Regions from separate parts of the Mus musculus genome. Here region 1 is linked to region 2. Evidence: chromatin contacts called from public HiChIP or PLAC-seq data. All regions are on one chromosome and are shown on one strand. Each heading gives the region's core, a stretch centred on a gene start, on an enhancer-like site or on the middle of the called end of the contact. The rest is flanking DNA. Distances are from core to core; before and after follow the strand shown.

Region 1 (4,745 bases), core at 26-2,525, 220 kb after region 2:
CTCCATTGCATTCTTTTTTAAAAGTTGGCTGGTAAAGCACTCTTACAAATAATCCAAGATTTTCTTTGGCGTTATGAGACATGACACTGAATCCAGTCAGTTGGGCTATTCCCTGTCCAATAAAATGATACTCAGAAAAAGGATAGGAAATAATCAAGATGTCAGCAAGCCCAGGGATGTGTTGACAGTGCTCTGTTAAGGTGATATTTTGCTTTCAGGCCAGAGCAGTGATCTAACATTCTATCCTGTAGAGACAGCAGACCTACATTTACTTAATTTGTATGGACAGCTTTGGCCTCAGACAGTGTCACTTGTACTGAACCAAAATTCAGAAAATAGAAAGCTACCAACAACTATTAATATTTACACATTTTGAGATGAGCACAATTCCTATATATTCCAGGATATAATGATAACAGCTAGAGGTAACAAGGAGTTGGATCAGTGGGCAAAGTGCCAGCCATACAAACATGCAAACCCACACTCATGTTTGCATCTATAACCCCTGTGGTGTGTGTGTGTGTGTGTGTGTGTGTGTGTGTGTACACTCTATATGTGACTCCTTGAGCTCACGGGACAGCCAGCCAAGCCAATAAGTGAGTATCAAGTTCAGTAAGAAATCTTGAGTGAAGGATAAGATCTCTTTATGGGAATGTACAGGAAATTAAACTGGGGTTGAGCTGGAAGCTTCTGCCCCGCGCTTTGGCTTTCACAGTGGTGAAAGGGGATATGCAGGCTATTGGAGAGGGGAAAGCTGGCTTTACTCAGCTGTGAACTCTGCCAACTATAACACCAACCTGCTAGGTAAGGTGTGCCCATGTGTACCATAGTGGCATAATGCTTATGGAGGTAACCAACTACTCTGCTTCAACCTAAGGAGGACTCCACAAGAGGAAACTCACATCTGGCACTATAAACCCAACCCCAAACCCTTAGGCCCGAGACAGAAACTCAGCACTGTTGTTTAGGGACAACACTGTCTTTCAAATAGTTATGATTATCCCCAGAGGCAGATGCTATTCTAAGCCCCGAGCAGAGAGGTTTCTTTTTGCTATGAGCTGCTGTAGATGCAGATTCCTGGCTGACCTGGGTGCTGAGAGTCAGTGCTGTCTCAATGCTGAGCCCTAACAGGCCATCTGTATCATCCTTCTGAGGCTTGGGGACATTTAAAAAGAGGAAGGAAAGAGACTGTGAGAGCCAGAAAATAACAAGGGCTGTGAAATGCTACCCTGCGAGCATGACACTGATATTGCAAACGTGGTTACAGCGTAACTGCAGGGGCTTGCACTTCGCTTCCACAAGACGGAGTCAGCCTGAAACGTTCCCTGTGATGTAATGAGTTCAGACAGAACTCCGTTTTTTTTTTTTTTTTTCCAGCAATTAATCTTTCCAAAACCTAAAAAAAGTAAACCTATACTTGTGCTATTGTTTGCTGTTTTGTTTTGTTTTTAATTTCCAAAAGTTACAATTCATTCCCATCTTCCAGTGGGCAGACTTTGTAAACTCTCTCCAAAGTGGGTTTCTTGCAGTTCTCCTGAATCGTCCCTAGTTAAGTCTTGCTGATGGTGAGCACTTCCATTTAGAAACACAGTCAGCAAAACTGTGTTTACACAAAGGACAGACTGCTGCACAGGGACAGCTCTGGTCTTGAGAACCTTACAGGAAGATGCCCACATCATGATGTGCAAGGGCATTTGGGATCAGATTTATTAACTCGACAAAACTCTAGGCATGCTCTATTAACTGTGTTGCATATACTATGTATTCAGAGGAGATCCTGTCTAAAGCACTGAAAAAATCCACACTACTGCCTAAATGCTGAATCTGAGCCTCGTTTCCACCTAAGCTCAATGCCACACATGTGTATTAAAAGCTAGGTCGTACTTAATGATACTGAATGCTAATTCTTTTTCTTTTCTTATGTAGGTGTGTGTATGATGCATGCACATTGTTGGGAACATACATGTCCATGTACGCACATGGAGGAGTCAGAAGAGGCCACCAAGGTTGCTGCTCCATCACTCTCTGTCATGTTACCTCCAGATGGAGTCTGTCACTGAAACTGGAGCTAAGCTGGTGGCCAGCAAACTCCAGTAATCCTTCTATCTCTGTCCACCAGCAGTGTTGAGATGAAGGGCATGCACAAGGTCACACCCATCTTCTCTCTGTGTGTAAGGATCTAACTCAGGTCCACATGCTTGTTCATGTAACCACTGAGTCTTTCCCCTACCCCCTCAGACAGCCATCACCCTGCTTCCTGCTTTTTTTTCCCTGATCATTGTGAGCAACTAACTAATCTCTGCCAATTAGTTCATGTCTTGTCTCTCCCTGCTTAAGCCTTGTCGACTCTTCTCTCTAAAGTGCTTTTTCTTGTAATTGCTCTGAATCATCTCAAACTTATAAAAAGAATAACAAGGATTAAACAACAGCAACTGTGGGAAAGCTACAAGTCCAGCAGCACTGTCAGTTGGACATGCTGGTTTAAACACTGGAAGAAGGAAATCGGTTTATCCGAACAATTGTCTAATACACGGTAATGAGACACCTAATTAGGTGCAGTGAAGAGGCTGGGTATTCATGAGATGGGAAAACCATGGAAGTTATCACTGTTTATTTCTCTCTCCATTTGAATAATGCCATCAGGGCCCTTTTATGAACTGATTGTCAATGTGCAAATTACTTAATCTCCCTGCATTCATTTGCTCATCTGTTAAATTGGATGAAGAATACTTTCTCTCTCCTGGGTTTAAGGATTAAATGAGATGATTCATGAAAAGAGTTAACCTCAGAATCTAGTGTAGAAAAAACACAAATGAATGTCTGTCACTGTTAACAACAACCACAACCACAACAGCAACAGCAACAACAGCAACAACAAAACCAATAGAGACAAATTAGCAAACCAATAATCTCCTTATGAATTTAAAACAGAGGACTATCTACCCTGTATGTGTGGTTGGTAGAATGATTCCTTTGGGTTTACATCATTAGAAAACAAAGAAGAAATAATCAACTCAAAAATAATTTGTATGCAGTGTTAGTTTTAACTGTCAGCTTGACACAGACTAGCATAACCTGAGTCTTTGAGAATGTTTATGAGGGATTATCTAGACTATAGTTATTGAGGTGTGAAGACCTGACCACTGTGGGTGGAACCATCCCCTAATGTGGGCATCCTGAGTTGTGTGAGCATGGAGAAAGCAAGCTGAGCACAAGCCTGTACGAGAATCTGTTGCTTCTGACTGAGGATGGAGAGTGGCCAGCTCCCTCCAGTTTTTGTTGCTGTAGCTTCCCCTCTGTGATAAACTAGAACTAGGCCGCCCATGGGGGCTTGTATGAAGATGGCCACCATAGGCTTCCAGTTTGAATACTTGGTCCCTAGTTGGTGGAACTGTTTGTTGAGACTAGGAAATATGACCTCGTTGGAGAAGGTGTATCACTGGGGATAGGCTTTACGGTTTCCAAAGATTTGTGGCATTCCCAGTGTGCTCTCTGCCTCTGCTCCTGGTTTGAGATGGGGACTCAGCCATTCCTGCTGTCATGCCTTTGCTCTGTTCCACCAGCATGGACTCCAACCCCCAGGAGCTAGAACCGAAGGATCAAGTAAATGCTTTAAAAAAAAAAAGTTGCTTTGTTCTGATGTTTTATTGCAGCAAAAGAAAAGTAACTAGAACAAACTGTAAGCCAAAATAACCTTTTTCTCCCTAGGTTGCTTTTGTTTGGCTGGTTTACCATTGGTGTCTAAAGAAAAATTTTGAGGTTTTTCTTAATGGATCTATATACAGATCACAGGGCTCAATCACATACTGTATGTATTAATTCATGGTCTCGGGAAAGAAAAGAAAGTTTATATTCCTACAGTACCTCAAGTATCTTACTGCCTGTAGGATTCCCCATCTTCTCAGGGGCCCTTTAGTGAACCAGTGGGCACCAGAGCACTAATGGCAGACCACTTGACTATATATTAATGGCCACTTTTTAAACTTTCCAAACTTAAAGCACTTTTTATTTGGTTGGGCCTTTTTGTGAGCTAAATAAATTGAGTCATTGAATTTTCTAAAGGAATGGCTAAGTGCTAATATTAATTGCATAAATTTGGAGTCAATTTTGTATTCTGCATGCTGGAGACTCTCAACCAAGAAATTAAATAGTAATTAGAATTTATCTTCCCACTGCAATCGAACAGTGTTAGGTTTTAAAAATGTGTTAAATTCTATCTCACAGGTTTTTATAATGGAAGTTTTTGTACTGTGAAGCTGTGCTCTAACGGGCAGGCTTGGGACGCTGTGTGTTGGGCATAGAAATTATTTACTTAGGGACACTTATTTATATCAATACAAAATTCACTTATAACTGATTTTATTACCTTGGATATGTTTTATTAGGAATGAGTTATGCTTTGTTCTTAAAACGTAGGAAATTAAGAGAAGTTTAATAGGTCAATAGAGTGCTGTTAAAAGTAGGTAAAAAGTTCTAAGACCAGTAGGCTGTCTTTCAGAAATAGGGTCAGGGAAGCAGTTCTCTGTAATGTGGTGATAAACAGAGATAAGTACACATTTTCAATTACTTCACACATAATATAAGGATTTCATTCTACGAGTTATTACCAGGACTAGAAGAACATTTTTTTTTGTCTGTAGAAACTACAACTATAGTTACCTCACAATATTGATTTGTGGAGAACAAAAGGTAGAGGCCATTTTAAACTACATGTCTGTTGTGTCCAGGGAGCCTGCTGGGGGAAT
Region 2 (5,337 bases), core at 347-2,846:
CCCAAAGCAAGAGTGGCAAGTGCTGCTGAAGCTGTCAGCAGAAAACAGGGCCCCTTGTTTAGGCAGATTACTGGCTGAAGATAAAGATGCTTCAGGAATCCTGGTAGCTCGGTGAGGGGCTTGCTGAAGAAGTCAGGAAAAAGCAGAGCTGAAGAGAGCATTTCCCTGTGGCTTGTTGGGGCTCTTGAGCTCATTACGGTTGATTCACATTTCTGTCACCCTGATCCATAAACTTCCTCCTGCCTTAAGGTGATTGGAGCTAGTTTTCACCAGCTTATAAGGGCAAGGTACCAGTTTACCAGCTTTGTCCAGATTCCTTTTAATTTTCAGTGAGCTTCTATCTGATTGAAGGTTTCTTGTAGTAAGTAGTGAACTGGGGCAAATTGGAAGTTTTTATGAAATTTAGCACATTTCCTCCGATGTTTCCTAATAGTAAGATTTAACTAGTAATATTTGTACACTTTCGTTCAAAGCAACATAGTTGCAATCCCAGGTATTTCCAAAATGTGAACTAGGATGTAAGTTATTTTCTATTGCTAACTATTCAGGCTCTCATTGCTGTATAGTGTGTACCCCAAACTAAGCAGGATGCTTCATAAGACCTATAATCCATGTGTTTCATCTCAACCACTGTTAGGTATTACAAGGCTTTGACTTAAAATTCCTACCTGGTTAAAGCAACCCCCTTTCCACAGAGGAGTCTTTGTCCCAAAGCTGCTTAGTTCCATGTTGCCATCCTCTTCCTTTCTGATGAAAACTAGCCTGGCCAATCCATCCTTTACTGCCCCTGTATTCACTCCCAGGCTTTAAGGCCATTGGTCATCCTTCCTGTGAGACAGTGCTTTAGGAAGAAAGGAAGACTGCTCTAGCTTCCTCTCTTGAGCTCTGAGCCTTTGCTCTCTCCCTTGCTCTGTGCACTCCAGACCTCCCAAAATAAAAGCCAGGAGGAGTGTTTAAAAATAGTTTTTAAAAGCTTCATAGGGTGTGTGGGTGTCAAGGTAGCTGTTTGCGTGCAGACTTTCTCTTGGGATTCTGGGTTCTGTGCACAGAACATTTATGGAAGTTTTTCAACCTTCCATAGTGAGTGTCGATGTATTGTGTCTAACCCACAGGCTGATTTTGCGCACGTTTTCCCCGACACAGCCACATTCTGTTCCCTTTTCTTGCCTTACGTATTAGTGTAGACCCCTAGATCTTCATGCCTCACTTCTGTGGGTGGCAAAGGAGAAGGCAGCCGCCAGCGCAGTGGAGAGGGCAAAGCAAACCTGTCTGTTAAGAAAGAGCGGGACAGAACAAAGAGCACACATCCTTTGCCAACAGTCTTCGGAAACAGGCTCAGTCCGCTCATGCGCAGGAAGAAGGCCGGCCCGGGATAGTGTGGGCAGGAACAGGCAGAATGACCCCCGGGGATCACGGGTTTGTTGGAGTTTCCAGCACCTTTCATCCTTTGTCCCCACTTCTGATTCACATGCATATTACCCTGACCAACTCCACACTAAATTCTCTTTCTCCCCCTGGCTCTCTGGAAGGTGGTGGGAACCTCTAAATATTTATGAGGTGTCCGGGACTCTGGTGCTCTTGTGGCGCTAATGAATGCGTGCCTGCGCACAGGGACCCGAAACCCGGCAAAGGGACGGCCACACAGCTCCTGGCCTCGCAGTTCCCAGGCCCGGAAGAAAGCGGGGAGGATGAAGGGAGGAGAAGCTGTTGTCAGGAGAGAAACAAACGGTCGGGCTACACAAAAGAAAGAACAGAGTTCCATCTTTGCCCGCTGGAGCGCTCTGGAGCGGGTAGGAATGTGCGTGAGGCAGGGGAGTAACTCGCCCGATTCCCAAGTCGGAAATGAGTTTCCTAGGAGACAAAGAACCTACCCGCATTTTCTTTTAAGCCCCACTTTCTCCAGTTAAGAGTCTGGACCTCTCGCAGAAGCTGTTAGGGTCCTTTATGCGCTGTTTTCATTAGGGAGCTAAATTCCGTCTTAAAGTGAACTCTCCCTAAATATGTTTGCATAAAGGAATCTATAATTCTAGCTTGGAATGTAAATCACCTGTAGTAACAGGTGGTCTTCGTGGTATCTTAATAGAAAGAGTGATGTATTCATACATTGGAAATGAACCGGGGACGTCGGAATGTCCGGAACATCAAGCACCAGAAAGAATCGTCTGCCTAGCCCCCATTGGCTCGCGTCTCCAGACACCGAGATCTGAGGGCTCCCTCAATGTCACTCCCAGGCGGGGGAGTCTGCAGGCAGCTAGTCTATTGAAGTCATCCATACAATGCTGATTATTTTCCTTTGTAGGTCTCAATATCCAAAAAGATTAAGGTTTTGTTACTTTAAAACACTCGTTCCGGATGCAAGAAACAAGTAACCTTGGCTCCGCTCATCTATCTTCCTAGGATGCTAAAAAAAAAAAAAAAACTAGGAAATCCTACCTCAGGCCTGGTCATGGCCCAAACTTTAGCTCTGCCAAAGGGAGGCAAAGCAGAAACTGAGCCCTAGCTTCCTTTTGAACACACTAGAAGCTCTGCGCAGCTCCGTGACAGCCTGTAAGTCAGTTGTAGAGAGCTAAGACTTCATGTTGGAAGATTCAAAACATGTCCCCAGGATCCCACCCTGCCCTGTCACCCAGACCTGACTATGTGATTCCTAAACATTCCGCACAGGAGAAAGACTGAATTTCTTGTGCTTCTGCACCAGGGCATTTCGTGGAAAAGTGCGAGTTAGTAGGAATATTTAGTAAATGTTTTCAGTGAGCATTGCGTAGCTTTGATCAAAAGAATGTACAGATTCTGTCGCCATTTTGTGAGGTGATAGGACTGAGTTTGTAAACACGACTACTTTGTGGTTGTCTATCGTTGTGGCTTCTACTCCGGTGATCTTTCCAGTTGGCCTTGCTAGGATCTGCAAAGGACTCCAGAGAGCTAGCTCCCCACTGACTCGAAGTGTGCTTTTAGAACCAGTGAGCAGAGCGCATACAATTCATCCCAAGTTTTTGTGTGTTTTTTTATTTTGGCTGGCGTTTTGACGAGTTTGCCGATCTGCTTACTGGCTTGTTCTGAGCACGCTGTCTTCTTCCTAAGGTACCTTTGACTGACTTGGAACTCGTAACCAACCTCCTGCCTTTGCCTTCCCAGTGCTAAAATCCTGGCTGTGCCACCATAACTTGGTTTCCTGTAAATTATGAGCCTTTAAGAAATGTGTCTATTCTTCTGGAACGATGTCACCAATTAACTTCACCTTAAAAGTGGTATATTAAAATAACCTATATGGGAATAGGTGGTAGGAGGGGCTGTATTTTAAAGTGTAAGATTCACAGAAGAAGGAAGGTCAGGCCCCTGTTCTATTATCCTTGAGTAGAACATCCTAGAATGTGCTAGAATGAGGTTCCATGAAAGCTCAGATATAACCTTAGGGGTCGGGAAAGAGTGACGTTTTCTGATGGGGCAGAGGGAGCTAGGGATGAACATGTGAACATGGAGGGTACACGTTTGTCCAGGAAAATTACACAATCACAGAAACTGTTACTACCCATAAAATCGCAAGGCCTATTCTAAACACATTGTTCACATTAGGAAGAAGGGGATGTGAGCATTCTAATGCACAAAATGAGGCTTTTTGAACTGAAAGATTTCTGCAGGCAATTTGATGCTAAGTGCCAACATACAGGATTCTGTATGCCTTTGGGCTATAATCTCACTTCTAGGAATTTTGTATAAATTATGAATGAATACAGACAATAATTTTATTCTACATGGAATAAGTTAAAGGGGGAAGATTTGGATTTTATTATATTATTTAAGTGTCATGAAGTATTTTTAAGTATTTATTTACCTCAGTATGTTTGGCTTATCTGTTATCTCTGTATTAAACATGAACTGATTCGGTTACAAGAAATCGGTAATAAAGTTATCTTGAGGAAACAAGTCTGTCCCCATCTTTGGGATCCACGTGAGGGTTAGTTGTCTCTGATAGCGGGCATAGGTCCTACAGCTGGCAGGCACACTCTAAGCAAGCGCACTATCCTTTAGCTCTGATCAGCCAAATCCTGGGGAATTTCAGTGAAGTAACGGTGCCCTGAAGTTATGAATAAATTCAACTATACATTTTAAAAAATATTATTCAAACAGTCTCCCATTTGCTTTTTAAGGTGCAATTAAATATGCAGAAAAGTCCTGCTTCAGTTAGTTGTGCTGTTCTCTGAACTGGGCATGTTCCTCAAAGTCTTTCTACTGCAACTGCTTCACCATGGAGTGTCTCAAAAACAAACAGGCGGCACCAACCACAGCCTGTCTCAAACCAGAACACACTCTCCAGTTTGTATCCAAACAATCAGAACAAATGGGCCGGTTAACTTGGTATGGCAGTGTTAAAGAGCACACCCCCACACTCCTCATGCAGGCCCTTCCACACTCCCGCACATTCTCTCCTCATGGAGGCTTCGACAGGCTTCTCTTATGGCTTGAATTTTACTCCTCAAACGTTTATCAACATTTGACCCTGGAGATGTCCAGCCGGATCCGTTCCAAGCTTACAAGTACACTTTGTGCATACGTCTTCCTCCAACGGGACCAGCAGCCCAGCCCCCGGCCATTTCCAAAGGCATCTGGAGTGGCGGCCACACACTCAAGCCTAAAATTGCTGCTGAGGACTGGAAGCACTGCCCTGCTGACCCTACATCCACACTGAGTTGAAGTTAGCTGGCTAGCTGCCACAGTCCAAACCACCCTGACCTGTCTTCTGTGTTCTCTGGTGATGTTCCATACACGGACAAACTTGTTCAAAGGAGTCGCGTCATAGGTAGCAGGAGAAACTATCCAAGAAGTTACACCCAGGATAATATAATCACTTTTATTTCTTTTTTGTGCTTTCAGACAGTCAGTGCATTTGGTGTGTGGGAGTGAATACCATTTTCTTTTTCTTTTGTTTGCTTGTTTGTTTGCCTGCTTGCTTTTTTATTTTTAAAGACAAGGTCTCTTATAACCCAGTCTGGCTCAACGCTCTCTGTTAGCTGAGGCTGGTCTTGAACACTTGATCCTTCTGTTTCTTTGTCTTGTAAGCACTGAAATGACATGCCCAAATAATATTTTTTGAAAATTTTTGATGAGGCAGTCAACCTAATTGTATGGTTTATAGCCCTGGCTGTCCTGGAACTCACTTTGTAGACCAGGCTGGCCTCTAACTCAGAAATCCGCCTGCCTCTGCCTCCTGAGTGCTGGGATTAAAGGCATGCTGCCACCACGCCTGGCTTTATTCATATCTTTTAATTAATCTTCAAGTTGTCTGCAGAATTGAATCTTAAACATGAATTTTTGTAATATAAAGAATTCCCACTGCAT

What was found. HiChIP or PLAC-seq counts read pairs in DNA pulled down with a chosen protein or histone mark.
Region 1: an H3K4me3 HiChIP or PLAC-seq map of bone marrow-derived macrophages shows a contact between it and region 2, with 4 times the contacts expected there. The contact joins two enhancer-like sites. A contact is called at or near these places in 1 of 39 promoter capture datasets (the 3T3-L1 cell line), 3 of 484 Hi-C or Micro-C datasets (the HL-1 cell line, myocytes and nephron progenitors) and 5 of 115 datasets of contacts at active chromatin or transcription factors (bone marrow-derived macrophages, embryonic limb bud, embryonic stem cells and 2 more).

What each region holds. Positions count from the first base shown.
Region 1 is chr17:10,557,681-10,562,425 of GRCm38.p6, forward strand. All of the region lies in intron 4 of Pacrg (PARK2 co-regulated), which reads right to left. It overlaps Gm16168 (a long non-coding RNA gene), which reads left to right. Exons shown (of 3, transcript XR_003952273.1): 3 at 1-4,745. Among named protein-coding and RNA genes, the nearest start is that of Gm52294, 8.1 kb to the left of the region's middle. Within about 2 kb of position 1,276, at least 8 of the 459 cell types and tissues checked have an H3K27ac peak or open chromatin away from gene starts, as enhancers often do. A contact at or near this core is called in bone marrow-derived macrophages, where this site is marked.
Region 2 is chr17:10,333,830-10,339,166 of GRCm38.p6, forward strand. No RefSeq gene overlaps it. Among named protein-coding and RNA genes, the nearest start is that of 1700110C19Rik, 12 kb to the left of the region's middle. RefSeq lists an enhancer at 1-3,345. Within about 2 kb of position 1,597, at least 204 of the 459 cell types and tissues checked have an H3K27ac peak or open chromatin away from gene starts, as enhancers often do. A contact at or near this core is called in bone marrow-derived macrophages, where this site is marked.